Linked DNA regions of Lactuca sativa: region 2 is linked to region 1. Evidence: chromatin contacts called from public Hi-C data. All regions are on one chromosome and are shown on one strand. Each heading gives the region's core, a stretch centred on a gene start, on an enhancer-like site or on the middle of the called end of the contact. The rest is flanking DNA. Distances are from core to core; before and after follow the strand shown.

Evidence for each region. A called contact is a pair of places that touch in the nucleus more often than the background predicts.
Region 2: a contact with region 1 is called in a Hi-C map of seed, with 4 times the contacts expected there. The contact joins the promoter of LOC111904048 here to the promoter of LOC111904082 in region 1. A contact is called at or near these places in 2 of 4 Hi-C or Micro-C datasets (leaf and seed).

The regions. Positions count from the first base shown.
Region 1 is chr8:13,053,201-13,056,274 of Lsat_Salinas_v11, reverse strand. It overlaps LOC111904082 (pectinesterase inhibitor 11), which reads left to right and starts at 1,371. Exons shown (of 1, transcript XM_023899861.3): 1 at 1,371-2,126. The coding sequence starts at 1,399. The coding sequence ends at 2,016.
Region 2 is chr8:13,195,415-13,198,419 of Lsat_Salinas_v11, reverse strand. It overlaps LOC111904048 (21 kDa protein-like), which reads right to left and starts at 1,541. Exons shown (of 1, transcript XM_023899826.3): 1 at 689-1,541. The coding sequence starts at 1,442. The coding sequence ends at 849.

The sequences.
Region 1 (3,074 bases), core at 122-2,621:
ACGAACCGGCCGACTTGATTGTATATCCAAATTGGACTTGTTTCAAATTTTCAAAAACCACTTTGATGGGATCGATTTTTGGATCACCTTGAAAATCCAATGGATAACCAAATTGAACCTATCCAATGTTCATCCAACTAGATATCCAATATTAATTCAATAAATCTAATTATATTATATATCCGTATAATATTAGAAAATTACAAACACATCCAATTTTCTTAACGATTTTGTATGTTTAAACCTTGATCGTTGAAATTGAAGACTTGAAATGTCATTTGTTAGTTTTATTTAGTGTAATTGTTTGCAATTTTAGTTTTAATTATTATAATTATATTTGGTTATTATTTGATAGAAAATGGATTAGAGATGGTTGAATAACGAATAATCAATCAACTGGGTAAAACCGATCCAATCTTATATCTAATCGGATCAGTCGATTGAGTTGCATTTATCGAAGTGGATTAGATCGGTTGACAAAATCCAACCTTCAAAGGATTATTAGATTGGATGGTTTCAATTACAATCGATTGGATTTAAACCAATGAACACCACTGTATTCAATATATAAGATGACATGGTTTATGCTTTAGGTCGGATTTGACTTTTCATAATCTTATAGTAAAAAGCCGAACAAGTTGTAAAGATTTGGGTTTTCAACAAAAAACCAGGTTTGATATTTCGCTTTTTAAGTTTTTCATTCATTTTGAGGTTATTAATATACGGTATTTATATTTATAAATGATTAGTTTGCAATGAGAATGTTAAAATTTAAAATTAAATTAACTGCAAGGAAAGGACTTCAAATTAATATGTTGACTTCTACTCGTTGATACATTTTTATTCTATAATTTTTCTTATGTTATATAAACTAGGTGTAAGACCCGTATATTATACGGGTTGATTTAAAAAATGATTAAACTTAAAGTATAAAAATGAAATATTTTTTAATGTACAAATTTAAAATAAGAAAGAAAGAAACGTATTTATTACAATTTAATATATATATATATATATATATGATATTTAATACTTTACATTTATAAGTATATGACTTTAATTAAAAATTAAAACAAACCAAAAATTGACAAGTGGATAATATTTATTTCAAAATTACCATAAAATGACAAGTGTCAAAACTCATAAGAGATTGACAAGTGGCAAAAAAACCTTCATTTATTAAGGAGGATATATTTAATAGATATATAATTTAATAAAAAAAAAGTTATATTAAATATTTAATGATAATAAGTTTTTTATGTGAAGACAGATAGATAGTATTAAAATGTTTTTATCTAATTAATCTTGAAAAATATATTTATTCAAATCCCCTGGTAAAACTCCCTATAAATTAAGCAACAAATCTCTAAGAAGTCAACATCACCCGAACAATCAGCAATGGAACACGCCAACTTCTTCTCGCTTTTCTTTCTTACTTTCATGGCCACGGCAATGGCAATGTCAATGGCCGCGGATCCACAGTCATCCACCACCACCACCAGTACCACCACCCAAGCCTACAACAATTTTGTCAAAACCTCATGCAACGCCACTACTTACCCATCCGTCTGCTTGACCTCCCTCCTCCCTTATGCCAACTCCGTCAAATCAAACCCCGTTAGACTGGTGAAACAAGCCCTCACCGCCACCGTCAAATCCGCATCTGCCACCCGCTCCGTCGTCTCCAAATTAGCCAAGAGCAAGAACATCAGCAAGGGCGACGCCGCCATCCTCAAAGACTGCATCGAAGAGCTCAAGGACTCCATTGATGAAATTACCGACTCCCTGAAAGCAATTTCTAGCCTTGGTTCCTCCTCCTCTGTTAACAAGAGATTCGCGATTTCCAATGCACAGACCTGGACCAGTGCCGCAATCACCGACGTGTACACCTGCATTGATGAATTTTCCGACCAAAAAGTCAGTCCAGCGGTGAAGAAGAAGATCAGGAGCAGTATTGTGAGTATTGCAAGGCGGAGTAGCAATGCTTTGTATCTTATCAATCATCTCAACATTTGAATTTTAAAATCTTACAAGCGTTACGTTTTCTCGTTGTAAGAAATGTTTGTTTAGTATAATTATTATCTCATTAATAAACTATTATGAATTGCTAAAATATTTTGTGATATTAATGGAACCCCAGAAGATTGTTCCGACTCAATTGAATTTCGGCGGTGAAAATGAAGACCAGGCCGCTCTCCCAAACCTTTCGTTACCCATAATGCCTAATCAAAAACCCAATACTCAAATACCCTCCGACTCGGGATCAGGAGCACACCCGATCATTCAAGAAATTGAAATTACGACCACAATTCGGAACATAGTCGGTTTCGGAATTAAAGCCAAGGATCCTCTGTTGGCTGAAATTCTTGGCGTATCTAGAGAGCCTACCGGTTTGCAATGAATTTTTTATCCTTAAACATTAGAGGAATCGGAGAAGATTATAAGGTGAACTGGGTGAGAAAACTCACATCAAAACACAAGATGCAATTCAGGAAACACAGTTACTAGATGCAGAAAACATCCATGTAGAAGCATGTTGGGGTTCTACAGATGTGGGAGTAGAAAGAATGAACGCAACTGGAAGATCTGGAGGTTTGTTAAACCTGTGGGATAACAGATTATTCTCTTCTTCGTCTCGGAACTTTTTAATCAACATTAGAACATGGAATGGGATACAAGAGAAGGTGGTTTTCGCAAATATTTACGGTCCACAATCTGTGACAGAAAAGGCAGCCCTGTGGGAGAAACTAAAAGGCATAAAACAGGAGAAAGGTAGTTTGTGGATTATTCTAGGTGATTTCAATGTTGTCCGGGGTCTAGAAGAATGATTTAACTTTATATTTTGTGCCCGCTTAGCTAGAGATTTTAAATGCTTTATTCATGAGGCGGGTTTTATTGATGTGAAGATGGGAGGCCATAAATTCACATATTTTCGAAATGCTGAAGTAAAGATGAGCAAATTGGATAGGTTTATGGTATGCCAAAATTTTCTAGACCTCATTCCCAACATTACTGTCACGGCACTACCTAAAGAAATATCAGACCATTGCCCTATATTACTTACATCCTCATGG
Region 2 (3,005 bases), core at 292-2,791, 140 kb before region 1:
ACCATTTAAACATGTCATGTGCATGCTCCACCCTTCATAACTATACTTACCTCTCAAAACCTACCAAACAACTGTCCCTTTCACAACTTACATATTTTGGGACTTACTGCATATTTGTTGGCCTTTAGTATCTTTGACCTTCGAAACTCGCTAGTAGTTGATCCATTAGCTTTGCAATCCTTCAAAACTGTTAATTAGGGCACAGTCAACGTTGCCCTTGACCCTGCCCGCATGATCGACTGTCTATAAAGGATGTTGACTCTGGACCATGTGACGGATTTTGGTCCTAAACTCGTATTTTAGCATAGCCTTAATCCCCTTTTGTACTAGTGTATATTCCACTAACCTAAAATGCTTGATGAAACTAACACCACCAACATTTTTATCCCCCAAATCCTTTCGGAAATAGGGTTGCACACGAGCCGACCCGAGCTGGAGCTTGACCGGATGGTGTTCTAGCCTCAAAAACTTGATGTAGGTTTGAGCTAGGCTTAAAGAAAAAGCCAAAGCTTGATTCAAGTGTTCCAAAAAGGTTTATCATAGTTTATGTTTAATAAAACAAGTTTGATACAAGCGTGACTTGTGAATTTATATTAAAACTTGACCCTATGTGAACTTATATCAGAACTTGGTTTGTGACATTCTTAGAACAACTTTCGAGCAAAACGAGATATGATAATAGAATATATAAAAGCAATACAAGAAATGATAATATCCTCAAGAGATTATTAATACATGACAATAATTTCAAATTAATAACTTCTCTCAATAATACGTTGCATTTGCAATCAAGGCCATTCACAAATTACTACAAGGCAACAAAAATAAAATTCTGCATCTTATATATGCTATCCGTGTAGAGAAGAAGCATAGATGTTGATCAAAGCCAAAGCATTACTAGCTAAATGGGCGACATTCACAATCTTTCCTCTCACCACCCTTTTCATTTTCGGATCATTAACAAATCCTTCAGAGCACGTATCTTCATCCGTCAATGCAGAACTCACCCATGTTTGTATATCACTCATCACCAACCTGAAATCTTTAGAACCCGGTCGACTCATCTCATCAAGTGACCTTTTCAACTCGTACACCGTGTCACTCAGCAACTCAATACAGTCTTTCATGGCAGAAACCTCCCGGGGAGCCATGCCATGTACTTGTGACAATTTTACCATTGCTGTGGATGTGGTGCGGGTGGTGTCAAGGGTGACTGATAGAGCTGTTTGGGCTAGCAGATTAGGGCTTGTTTGGATAGCACCTGATTGAGTAGACAGAGAGTTGAAGCAGAGTGTAGGGTAACTTGTCAAACTGCATGATGTTCTGATGAATTCCACATTTGTTTTGTCAAGGGCGGAGATTAAAGTAATGGAGGAAGTGGAGAGAAATAATATTAGGAGAATGCTACGAGCTAGAGAATATATTGAATATAAGCCTTCCATATTTAGAAATTCTTTTTGGAGGGTGTGAAAAGAATGTTATATATATGGCTTAAAGTTTGAAGCTAAGAAGGTAGGTTAATTACGATTTATGAAAGTTGAACAAATGCACTCCAAATTTATAGGAAACCAAATGTAAATATCTTCTACAACTTTTCGTTGTTGCTCACCAGCAATAATTAATGAAAACCTCTAACTCTAGTCTCTATCTAAGATGATATGTACATGTGATAGTCTCATGTCAAAATATCTATCAAGTTGCACTAAGCAGCTTGCAATTATGCAATCCTTTAGCCATCCTTTATTGATTTTTGATATTTGATACAAGTAAATGAAGGGGAATTCTTGGGACTAGGTTGTAATTTTGTTATAAGATTCATGGTATTTAATTTAATTTAATATTTTAAAACTGTGGACATTTTTTTTAATGTGATATACACACTTTTTTAGAATACCTAAATCACATATATTAATTATTTAAATATACATAAAATATGTTTATATCTAATTTATTTGGCAATAAATCTTTGTTTGATTAAACTTTTTTTTTTTCTTACAATAACATTTTTTTCTTTATTTTAATCATTTATTTCTAATTGCATATTACAAACAATAAGTTTGATAGACTCATTTCATTTTTTAGGTCAACCAAACATGATATTTGATATTGAAATGTAATGACTCGTTGTGTTACTTTGCTTATTCAATTATTTCATTCTTTGGTAATTTTATTCCATCCAACCTAAGAGATCCTTGGTTCTATATACACCAGCAGTTCAACAAATAGCATGAATTCTTCAAATCCTTCATCTTAGTTTTCAAGTTTGTTTGTTTTAAGGGTTGCCAATATCATGAAAATGGATAAGTTTGAAAGTCAGATATGTATGAAGTGGAGGGGGCTTTACTGGGGTCTAAAGATGGCGGGACACTGTGTTTAAGTTGGACGGCTGGGGACTACACAATTACAATCAACTTTCTGGACCACTTTCTACTCAGTTTGAACATGCTCTCTCTCTCTCTCTCTCTCTCTCTCTCTCTCTCTCTCTCACACACACACACACACACACACACAAACACAGATGAATGCTTTGTTTTGGAATGGTGGATATTTCGAGAGTTAAGACTTTTAATATCTTGTAGATATTTTGAAATTGTAATCAAGATGAAATTTGTGTTGTTTGATGTGTTGAACAAGTTAATTATACAGTAGAATATCCTGATGTACATTTAGGGGCCTACATTAAAGCTTCCTGTTGTATTACTCTCATCTATATTGCTCATGCTTCACTTATTTGAAATGGTGATTAAGTTTTAATTTGTAACTGAGGTATCATTGACTAGTTTTCGACTAATGAACAACAGTAGGTATTTTCAGGATCAGATCATTAGATTGTTAGATCCCTGTCAACTTTGATTCCAGTTTTCTTGGAATCAAATCCCACTTTTTTGGTCATTAGATAAGAATATGGATTCGATTGTTTTCGCCAATTCACCAAATTGTTTTTAAGTTTAAACAAGATCTGTGTCAGATCCCATCTCATTAATGTACATGGTTATGGTTCAATG